Linked DNA regions of Capra hircus: region 2 is linked to region 1. The links are chromatin contacts, called in public Hi-C maps. All regions are on one chromosome and are shown on one strand. Each heading gives the region's core, a stretch centred on a gene start, on an enhancer-like site or on the middle of the called end of the contact. The rest is flanking DNA. Distances are from core to core; before and after follow the strand shown. Region 1 has its middle 20 kb from the start of CKAP4. Region 2 holds the start of TCP11L2 (T-complex protein 11-like protein 2).

Region 1 (5,840 bases), core at 2,674-5,173:
ATTCAGAAAACGAAGATCATGGCATCCGGTCCCATCACTTCATGGCAAATAGATGGAGAAACAGTGGAAACAGTGAGAGACTTTATTTTGGGGGGCTCCAAAATCACTGCAGATGGTGACTGCAGCCATGAAATTAAAAGACGCTTACTCCTTGGAAGGAAATTTATGACCAACCTAGACAGCATATTGAAAAGCAGAGATGTTACTTTGCCAACAAAGGTCCGTCTAGTCAAGGCTATGGTTTTTCCAGTAGTCATGTATGGATGTGAGAGTTGGACCATAAAGAAAGCTGAGCGCCGAAGAATTGATGCTTTTGAACTGTGGTGTTGGAGAAGACTCTTGAGAATCCCTTGGACTGCAAAGAGATCCAACCAGTCCCTCCTAAAGGAAATCAGTCCTGAATGTTCATTGGAAGGACTGATGTTGAAGCTAAAACTCCAATACATTGGCCACCTGATACGAAGAAGTGACTCATTTGAAAAGACCCTGATGCTGGGAAAGATTGAGGGCAGGAGGAGAAAGGGACGACACAGGATGAGATGGTTGGATGGCACCACCAACTCAATGGACATGAGTTTGAGGAAACTCCAGGAGTTGGTGATGGACAGGGAGGCCTGGCGTGCTACAGTTCATGGGATTGCAAAGAGTCGGTTAAGACTGAGCAACTGAACTGAACTGAACTGATATTTTCAACTCCATGCCTTACAGTCAATTTTGAAGTAATATTTATGGAGCACCATATTGTGTGAAGGGCACTGTTCTCAGCACCTGAGATGTAATGACTCTGTTAAGGGTCACACAACCCTATGAAGTAAGTATTCTTAGCATCATCCCAATTTATAATGGGAAATGGAGGCTCAGAGCCCATCAGTATCTTTCTCTATGTCCAACGGATCTAAACTCAGGTAAGCTGGCTCCAGAACCCAGTTTCTAACCATCAGTATCATATACACCATACAAGTATGTAGAGTTGTATCCTTGTTGTTGTTTCTCAGTTGCTAAGTCATGTCCAACTCTTTGTGACCCCCTGGACTGCAACACACCAGGCTCACCTGTCCTTCACTATATCCAGGTGTTTGCTCAGATTCATATCCATTGAGTCGGTGATGCCATCCAACCATCTCATCCTCTGTCATCCCCTTCTCCTCCTGTCCTCAGTCTTTCCCAGCATCAGGGTCTTTTCCCATGAGTTGGCTCTTTGCATCAGGTGGCCAAAGTGTTGGAGCTTCTGCTTTAGTATCCGTCCTTCCAATGAATATTCAGGGTTGATTTCCTTTAGGATTGACTGGTTTGATCTCTTTGCTGTCCAAGGGACTCTCAGGTGTCTTTTCTAGCACCACAGTTCGAAAGCATCATTTCTTCAGCACTCTGCCTTCTTTATGGTCCAACTCTCACAGCTGTATTTGACTACTGGAAAAACCATATCTTTGACTATACGCGCCTTTGTTGGCAAAGTGTTGTCTGTGCTTTTTAATACACTGTCTAGGATTGTCATAGCTTTCCCTTCAAGGAGCAAGTGTCTTTTAATTCTATGGCTGCAGTTTGTCTGCAGTGATTTTGGAGCCCAAGAAAATTATGGTTATTATGGGATGTCAATTGTGTCATTTTGGCAAAAAAAAAATGTGATTTTTAGTACACAGAAAACAGTTGTTAGAGACAGACCAATGTGAGTCTGAATCCTCTCCCCAACAATTACTGTATAACGTCAAGGCAAATTAATGAAACTTTCTCAACAGCAGTGAATGATCAGCTAGTTAGAGACTGTCATTCTTACTCCCTAGGATAATCACCAGGATTGAGTGAGATAAGAAATGTGTTTTAATTAATGCATGACATAAAATTCAGATACTTATGTTAACAACTAAGCAGTCAGCTCTAGACTGAGCTGCTTTAAGGGTCAGTACCTGCCCTCTGAACTAGCTGGATGTGGGAAGGATAGAGCCTTAAGGACTTTCTAAGCTTCTACTAACAAAAGACTCCTGTTAACAAAACCCTTTTTATTGTTCTCTAAGTTTTCAGAGGGAGCTAATTGGGGGGAGAATATACATACTACAATAATGTTCATGTCACATGTAAATACATTCATGAGTCTTTTAAATAGTGGGTTTTCTTGGTATATTTTAATTGGCACAACTGGATTTATCGCTCCTTTATGAAACAGAATACCTAGAAAAATGAAGAAATCATTCCTGTGATCCCCAGTTCAGACTCTCGGTCAGTTCAGTCCTTCAGTCATGTCTGACTCTTTGCGGCCCCATGGACTGCAGCACGCCAGGCCTCCCTGTCCATCACCAACTCCCGGAACTTGCTCAAACTCATGTCCATCGAGTCAGTGATGCCATCCAACCGTCCCATCCTCTGTCCTCCCCTTCTCCTCCTGCCTTCAATCTGTCCCAGCATCAGTGTCTTTTCCTATGAGTCAGTTCTTCGCATCAGGTGGCCAAAGTATTGGAGTTTCAGCTTCAATGCTGAAGCTGAAATTCAGACACTAGATGGCGCTAAATTCTCACTTCAAGTGGCATCTCTCCTTCTTACAGCCTTCAGCCTCACAGGTTTGGGGTTACACCTCCGCGGAAACAGTTCAAGAGAGAGAGCTACTTTGGATTTGCTCCTGGCGCATCAGGGAGTCTTCTAAGTAAACAGACTTCGGATGAAATTACCCACTATGTCAGCCTAGTCTAGCAGCTACTGCCAATAGCAAAACTGACAAGTCACTAGCTCCACCTTGGGAAGAGAAAGTATTTGTGCACCTACTTTATGCCAGACACAAATGAGAGCTAGGAATACAGCCTTGGTTAACACAGAAGTCATATCTGCCCTTCAGGGATTTGCCCACGCTCAAGTTCTTTTTCCCTCAGCTCTCCTACTACCCACAATATGCTCCCAAAGAATCATGTAAGATGATGAAGTCAAGGGAAGCTGGAGCTGGAAGAAAACTTGGAGATCATTTTATCACCCTCCTCACTTTACAGACAGGAGGGCAGACAGGCACCCAGAGGGAGAAGATGAATTATCCAAAGAAAAACAGGCCAGCAGATGGAACTAAACCAACTTTCTGATCCCTAGGTCCTTTTCCTCCCTGCCTCCAGTCCTTAAAATTTCAGCTAGGTAGAATTCCCTGGCAGTTCAGTGGTACGGACTCCACATTTCCACCACAGGGGGCATGAGTTTGATCCCTGGTGGAGGAACTAAGATTTGGCACGACCAAAAAAATAAAGCTTCAACTGGGAACCTCCCAAGGAGAATAAACCAGGACAATCCAGTGCATGAGAAATGTAGACCTATGTTCCTGAGTTTCTAAGAGTGACTCTGTAGGACAGTAAGGATCTTAACTGGTGGTTCAGTGGAAAAGAATCTGCCTGTCAATGTTGGAGACACAGGTTTGATCCCTGGTCTGGGAAGATCTCCTAGAGAAGGAAATGGCTACCCATTCCAGTCTTCTTAACTGGAAAGACTTCTATGGGCAGAGAAGCCTGGCGGGCTGTAGTCTGAGCGAGTAAGCTCAGTGATTTCAGTCATGTCTGACTCTTTGCAACCATAGGGACTGTAGCCTGCCAGGCTCCTCTGTCCATGGGACTCTCCAGGCAAGAATACTGGAGTGGGTTGCCATGTCATCCTACAGGGGGTCTTCCTGACCCAAGGATCAAATCCATGTCTCCTGTGGCTTCAGCTTTGCAAGCGGATTTTTTTTTTTTTTTTTTTTAACCACTGAGCCACTGGGGAAGCCTGGGCTACAGTGCGTGGGGTCTCAAAGAGTTGGACACAATGGTAACTAAACAATAACAACAAAAGCACCGTCACACTGGGCAACTACACCCGATTAATAATAGGCATGTCAACACTATCAGGTATTTACACACAGACAGGCTGAGGTTTCCCCACAGCCCATTGCCCAACAGGTATTGCTCTTGGCTGCTCAGGGCCAATATGCTGAGCACCAGCCAAGGGGCCACTCCCCTTCCTGCCAGAATGCAGTTCCTGCTTGCAAGGACTCAGCTTTGCTTGTCTCTGGACATTTCAGAAATTTGCTTAGGCCTAGGGTGGGGCCCAAACAAATAGAGAGAAGAGAAGAAACTAGCTCTGTCTCCTTAACAATTAGTTTCTGAACTTGGGGAGCAAGTTCCTCTCCCTGAGTCTCAGTACCCCTGCCCTTGGTCTGTAAAATAAGGGAGGTCGGGAATACTTTTTTAGCCTGAGCTCTTCAAGGCCTACCATGTGGCTATTTAGCTTGACTACCGTGAAAAGTAATTAATCATCTTTAAATATAGCTCCTCATGAAATATACGGAGATAATCGTTTATCTTCCTATCTCACACTCTCACATCATTCTGATAGTCAGAATGGCTATCATTAAAAAGACAAGAAACAACAAGTGGCAGAAATGTGGAGAAAAGGGGAGCCCTTCCACTGTGGGTGGGAACATAAAGTGGTGCAGCCTCAATGAAAAATAGTATTGAGGTTCCTCAAAAAATAAAATAAAAACCAGAGCTACCAGGTGATCCAGCAGCTCCACTTCTTGGTGTTTACCCAAGGGAAACAAAACACTAAGTTGAAAAGATATGTGCACGCGTATGTTTGGTGCAGCATTATTTTCAGTGGGCAAGAAATGGAAGCAACCTGTCTATCAATAGATGAATGGATAAAGAAGACGTGGCATATATATGCAATGAAGTGTTGCTCCACCATAAAAAAGGAATGAAATCTTGCCACTGGAGGCAAGACAAGTATGGATGGACCTGGAGGCCGTTATGCTAAGTGAAATAAGTCGGACAGAGAAAGACAAATACCCTATGATCTCACTTAGTTGTGGAATCTAGAAAGCAAAACAAAATAAAACAGTCATAGATGCAGAGAACAAACTGGTGGTTACCAGAGTGACAGGGGACGGAGGGAAGAGATGGAATAGGTAAACGGGAATAGGAGGCACAAACTTTCAATTATTAAATAAGTAAGTCATGGGAATGTAATGCACAACATTGTGTGTGTGTGTGTGTGTGTGTGTGTGTGTGTGTGCGCGCGCGCATGCTCAGTTGTGTCCCACTCTTCAAGACCCCATGGACTATAACCCACCAGGCTCCTCTGTCCATGGGATTTTCCAAGCAAGAATATTGGAGTGGGCTGCCATTCCCTACTCCAGGGAATCTTCCTGACCTAGGGATTGAACCCACGTCTCTTACGTCTCCTGCATTGGCAGGCAAGTTCTTTACCACTAATGCCACCTGGGAAGCCATATAGCATACGGAATATAGTCAATAAAATTGTAACCACTTTGGACAGTGACAGATGGTTATTAGACTTCTTGTGGTAATCATTTCATAATGTATAAAAATATCAAATCACTGTAACACCCAAAACTAATATAGTGTTTTCTGTTAGTTATAATTCAATTTTTTTAAAGTATGAATGTTTCCCTTGGTGTTCCTTCCTTTTTAAAAAATTTTCATTGCGAAGCATTTCTGACATACAAAAAATTATCAAGAATACTGAGAGACTGAGAGCTTCCTGAGGGCCAAGTGGTTAGCAAAGAGTCGGACACAACTGAGATGACTTGGCATGCATGCACGCATGGGAAATATATGTGATAGTAAAATATTCATTGTAGTATCTCAGTAGTAAAAGTATCAGTGTTCACTGGACAATTCTTTCCATTTTTTGTTTAAATTTTCATAATAAATTGTTAAGAGAAGAAAAAAGATATTAAGAACAATATAATGAATGCCCAGGTAATCCCCACTTAACCTAAGAAACCAATCTGAATTTGGATAGTCAGTATCCTAGCTACTTTTTGATCCTTGTACTATAATATAAAGTATTATTTTGTATGTTTTCTTAATTTTATT
Region 2 (5,594 bases), core at 858-3,357, 45 kb after region 1:
TTTTAGGATTTCAAGCCTGGGAGGCAGCATCTCAAGGAGCCCTGAGAAACTGCTCTGAGGAGGCAGGGGATGGAGTCAGGTTATATAGAAGTTTGCAACAAAGCAGGCAGATAGTCTGAACATCGAAGATTATTGTTAAGAAAAGCAGATATCTCAAGTTTAGGAATTTAGCTCTCTCTAAGTATGGGAAGATGGGCTCACTGAACTCATTCCTTTCATACGCATCTCAGCTCTCTGGGGTCAGCATCCTTCATTTTCACATCTCCCCTACCACCTCCCATTGTTCTCCCTTTGGGGGGCCCTCACATTTGGAGGGCTGGAATCACGGATGGCTGTGACATTCTTGTTTACAGACATGGCAGGAGACACTCCATCACACACTTGTAACATGAACAATCTCTATCAGAGAATCAACCAGAAGCACTTTGCTGCTCTTCTTGTAGCAGAATTTACATTTTTTTTTGTTCTTTCTCTGACTGCTTCATACATACATATGAGAGACACATAGACAGCTTCATATTTTAGGAGAGTTGGCACCATTTCATTCTTTTTGCTATTTGGAAGGCACAGCCAGCCACCCCAGTATCTGGTCCAAGCAACCTTCCAGAATAATGGACTGTGATTATAAATACTTTGGGCACTTAGTTGATACAGTGCTGGTATGCTTGTTGACATGTTATGGAAGTTAGAAAATTATGCCAATAGGTAATACCTTGCATGTCACTCTGTGTGTGTGTGTGTGTGTGTGTGTGTGTGTGTGTGTGTGTGTAGAGAAGCCATGAAATGAGTTTTGGTTTCTATTCTTGACCAGTTCAGTGAGTCACTGAATATCTTTTTGCTCAGTCATAAACCCTACAATACTTTCCACTAGAACCCCCTGGAACTTGGGTAAAAGCTATTGTACCGACACTTAAATTTTCAGGGCTCTCAATTTTTTATCCTCAGAAATAATCCAATTATTTAAGTTCCATACCACTTTGCTTTATTATCAAAGGAAAGAAACCCTTAAGTGGTTGTTGGTGCGGCAAACATCTTTTAAAGCCAAAGTGAACTCCTTGCACTTTGACTAAGAATTGAGCCTGAAGGAAACAAGTTGAGAAATAAATATTATTATTCCACCCCCACAGCATAAATAATTTTGACATACCTTACTGAAGGGCCTTTTGCAAATCTATTGCTTTCCATAGTTTACATAAAAAACTCCTTTTCTTATCATGACTTTAAAGAATATGAATACAAAGGAGATGAGAAGATTACTGTGTGGTGTTAATAGCCCTCCATCAGTAAGATAGGACATTCAATGATAAGAGCAGTATCACTGTGAGGCATGTGAAATTACATTAATAATGTATGAATGAATACATTCTCATTGTTAAAAAAAAAAAAGCCATTTGTATGCATGTAGAATAAATGAGAACATCTACCAACTTGCTTCCTGAACAGTTGAGAGGCTAACTTTTCATCTCATTTCTATGCATTTCATATACACAAAATACTTATAGGGGCCTTCTACTGACAGCTCTCATTCAAGTATAAATGGTATCACAATACAGTGACTGTTCTATAATTCATGCTTTTATGTTGAACACTAAGAGTCATGTTTCTTAATCTTTTCCTTTATGTCTTCTGGGCTTTGCCTTTATTTTTTTTTAATTTTTAAAGATTTTTTTTTTTTACATGGACCATTTTTGAATTTGAATTTGTTACAAACATTGCTTCTGTTTTACGTTTTAGTGTTTTGGCCATGAGGCAAGTGGGAAGTTTAGCTCCCCAACCAGGGATTGAACCAGCACTCCTTGCATTAGAAGGTGAAGTCTTAACCACTGGACTGCCAGGGAAGTTCCCTTCTATTTTAGAAGCCCTTTCCCCACTCCATTGGGTGCTTATTTTTCTATTTTTTATTTAAATATATTTTAAAAAATGCCACAATGGTGTTAGTTTCTGCCTAAATCTTCATCCATGGTTGAACAGGACTGGGAAGACATTTAGAAAACAGCTGCCTGCTGGCCTGGAGGTGGAGTAGAAGAGCAGGACGGTCTTGGCTGAGCCATCAGCTCTTTGACCTCTCACAGGCCTCCTTTGAGCTTCAGCTCCCTTTGGCCCCTCCCACTTCCTGCCCAGAGTCGTCTTCTCTGTTGGCCCTCACAGTCTTTTTTGTTTTCCAGGAGAGGACTGTGTTTCCCAGGTAAGTGGAAAGGACTCATGGAGGAGGGTAAAGGAGAGTATTAAGGCTGGTTTTCTTTTTAGTATGCTATGTATGATGGTAGAGGCAATTGGAATGAGAAATAATCTCCAATTTTACACCAACTCAGTTCCGTGGAGTCAGGGGAAAAACTGGTTTTGGTGTTTTGGAAACTTGATCAAGAATCAACATTTTGTATGCCTATGGCTGATTCATATTGACGTATGGCAAAAACCATCACAATATTGTAGTTACCTCTAATTAAAATAAATAATTTTTTTAAAAGAATCGATATTTTGATTCACTCTCAAAACCAGTGATCTAAATCTGCCTTATATTCAAGACCAAAAGAATAAATAATGACAAAATCTGTCAAAAAGTTGTGGTTAAATTTTGAACATGCAGTGATCAATCATCTAATTCATATTTTAGCCAAATTATTTTCATCCCTTCTACTTTCTATTGCTTTTTCCCCCACTTTATCAATTTTTAGTCCTTCTTAGTACCTTGAGATGGACAAGTGAGAGAAAAAGAGATGGAATTCCATTCAATGAAGCTTTCTGTTTACTGCAGTCATATATTATGTGAGGGGTTAGGTTCTAAAGAGAGACCATAAGGTAAAAATCATGTAAAGTCAAAGTTATCCTTGAAAATTCCTCAAATGAAACCATAAGACCTAGGAAACACCATGTCTTGTTTTGTTTTGTCTCCAGAATTGAAGCTGATTTATGGGTTGGTTTGTTTGTTTTTGGCCACGCTTGTGGTTTGTGGGATCTTCCCTAATCTAGTGTCCAACCTGGGCCCAGGGAATCCCTGGAAGTCCAGTGGTTAGGACTCTGGGCTTCCACTACAAGGGACCTGGGTTTGGTCTCTGGTTAGAAAACTAGGTTCCCACAAACCACTTGGTGCAACCAGAAAAACCCAAAACAACAACAACAGAAATAATATGATTTGGCTAGGGAGTGAAAAAAATGAGTCCTAAACACTGGGCAATGGGAATTCCTGGAAACGGATAAATGTTTCTTCACTTGAGCATTAGATAAAATAATTGACTTGTATTGGGGGATGGATTAAAAGGGAAGATAAGTACCTTCAAACACTAGGCTCATATTCTGTATGGTGAAGTCAGGACCAGTGACACCATTTTCAAGGTTCCATGCAAAATGAAAATGCAGAGCTCCTTGTTCAAAAATGAGTGAGAATTTCAAGTAGGCAGCAGCAAAGCTTTAAATTAAGTATGAGGCTCCTCTAAGCATAGGGTCATGAGCCACTGCATGCCCAAGAAGCTAGCCTTGGATAAGGAGCTTGGACCCGTAATGAGAAACTTGGAAACAGACATCAACTCAGGAAGTGAAGCCTCACAACTCCTATAAAGAGAAGAAGGGGTTAACATCACTGCCGGGGTTTCAACCATGCTTTTGTGCTCCCTACTCCACCTCTCATTGATGTCAGGTTGAAATTGCATTACGTTGATGCTGGGAAAGATTGAAGGCAGGAGGAGAAGGGGAAGACAGAGGATGAGATGGTTGATGGCACCACCAACTCAATAGACATGAGTTTGAGTAAACTCTAGGAGTTGGTGATGGACAGGAAGGCTTGGTGTGCTGCAGCCCATGGGGTTGCAGAGTTGCACATGACTGAGTGACTGAACTGAACTGAGATCAGCACACGATGCAACCCCACTATAAACGTTAAGCTGCTAAGAGGTTGCAAATCCACATCAAAATTACATTTTTGGATCTTCTGATTTATTCAAGGATTCACTGTAACTTAAAACTCAGATTTAAGATGTGTCAAAAGAAGTATTTAAATTTTTTTGCCGAGTAAAAATGTCGATCTGCCTTGAGTAATCCGCCAAAGGCAATAGATCAAATTTAATCTATTGTGTAATTTACAGGGAAAGCAAATTGCATTACCATGAGCTCTCAAAGTGCTTCAAAAAAGAAAAGTTAAAAAAATTAAGTGTGACAATACGTCTTCTTCACATAAACAGTTAATTATTTTACTTAGTAAAGAGGTTGCCTTTTCAGAGGTTTTTTTTTTTTTTTTTTTTCCGGAAGGTCATGAACTAATCTGTGCAAAGAGGATTTTATTTTATGACTGCCTGGGCTCTTTGGGTAAGAATATGATACAAGGCTCTCTCTGATATTTTAAGGAAGCTGCCTAATATTTTACAGGACTATATTTCTTCATAGTGCTTTTATATACAAGCCAGTCTAAGGGCAATTGGTCAGGAGATTTCCTGACCAAGAGGTTAACTGACCAAGAGGTTTCCAAATAGCAAGTTATTTAATGTTGATGTAATAGAAGATTATTTTTCCAGGAGATTTTTCTCTCTGGCATGGGTCTCTGATGTTACCCTACCTTTTATGCCTCAAAGTTCTCACCCCAGCAGATGCTGAAACTTGACTCATCTGTTTTGACAAAAATTGCTTCCTTGTGGCTTTGAGAATCACACATTTGAGCTTTAAAATATGTGCCATGCCCAGGATCAGGCAGCTGGTGACCCAGGTAGATTGGACAACTCTCCTGACTCATGCTTACCTGCTTCACATTATGTAATATGACAAAACAATACTTAACAAGCTCCTGCAAAGCTAACAAAGAAAGCAAAGCTGCCATGTGTCATTGTCACAGTGTCCAGAAGTTTGGGGGATATTTTTAGTTAATCTTTCTATTGTGGAGTCTCTAGGGTGGTGATAGCAGTTGTGTGGTGGTGGTTATTTGGCAAGAATTGAAATTAGAGACTTCTGTCAACCTGACTTCTGATTCCAACAAACGGCATAAGCTAGGTTCATAGGAAAGAACCTGGGTGGCAATAGCATTTTCTCTTTAATCTCTTGATTTGTACCAAGTTGTGCATTTTAGGAGAAGGGAGGAAAGAGTGGCATTAGGAGACACAAATACAAATTTATTCAGATCACCAGCTAAGGTTGTTCAGAGTGGTTTGCCAAATAGTTTCAGCAACTCGCACTGATTGAGTGCTTACTGTGTACAACCTTAAGCACTTTACATGCTTTATCTCATTCCATCTTCACAATAGCCCAGTTAGATGGTTTTAATATTTTCTCACTGACCAAGATCTCATAGTAGTAAATGTCAGAGGGAGGGTTTGAACTCAAGATAGGGCCATTTTTAACACTGAATGATTCCATCTAGGTTAACTGACTTTCCATCCTCCTTTAGAATGTTGCCTTTTTTTTTTTTTTCCTGCTAATAGAACCAATTTTCCCTCCACCAAGTGAAGTGAAGTGAAGTGGCTCAGTCGTGTCCGGCTCTTTGGGACCCCATGGACTATAGCCTACCAGGCTTCTCCATCCATGGGATTTTCCAGGCAAGAATACTGGAGTGGGTTGCTACTTCCTTCTCCAGGGGATCTTCCCGACCCAGGAATCGAACCCGGGTTTCCTGC

What was found. A called contact is a pair of places that touch in the nucleus more often than the background predicts.
Region 2: a Hi-C map of blood shows a contact between it and region 1, with 1.9 times the contacts expected there. The contact joins the promoter of TCP11L2 here to the enhancer-like site in region 1. A contact is called at or near these places in 4 of 5 Hi-C or Micro-C datasets (blood and liver).

What each region holds. Positions count from the first base shown.
Region 1 is chr5:68,303,703-68,309,542 of ARS1.2, forward strand. No RefSeq gene overlaps it. Among named protein-coding and RNA genes, the nearest start is that of CKAP4, 20 kb to the right of the region's middle. Within about 2 kb of position 3,924, at least 1 of the 5 cell types and tissues checked has an H3K27ac peak or open chromatin away from gene starts, as enhancers often do.
Region 2 is chr5:68,350,699-68,356,292 of ARS1.2, forward strand. It overlaps TCP11L2 (T-complex protein 11-like protein 2), which reads left to right and starts at 2,108. Exons shown (of 10, transcript XM_005680574.3): 1 at 2,108-2,185.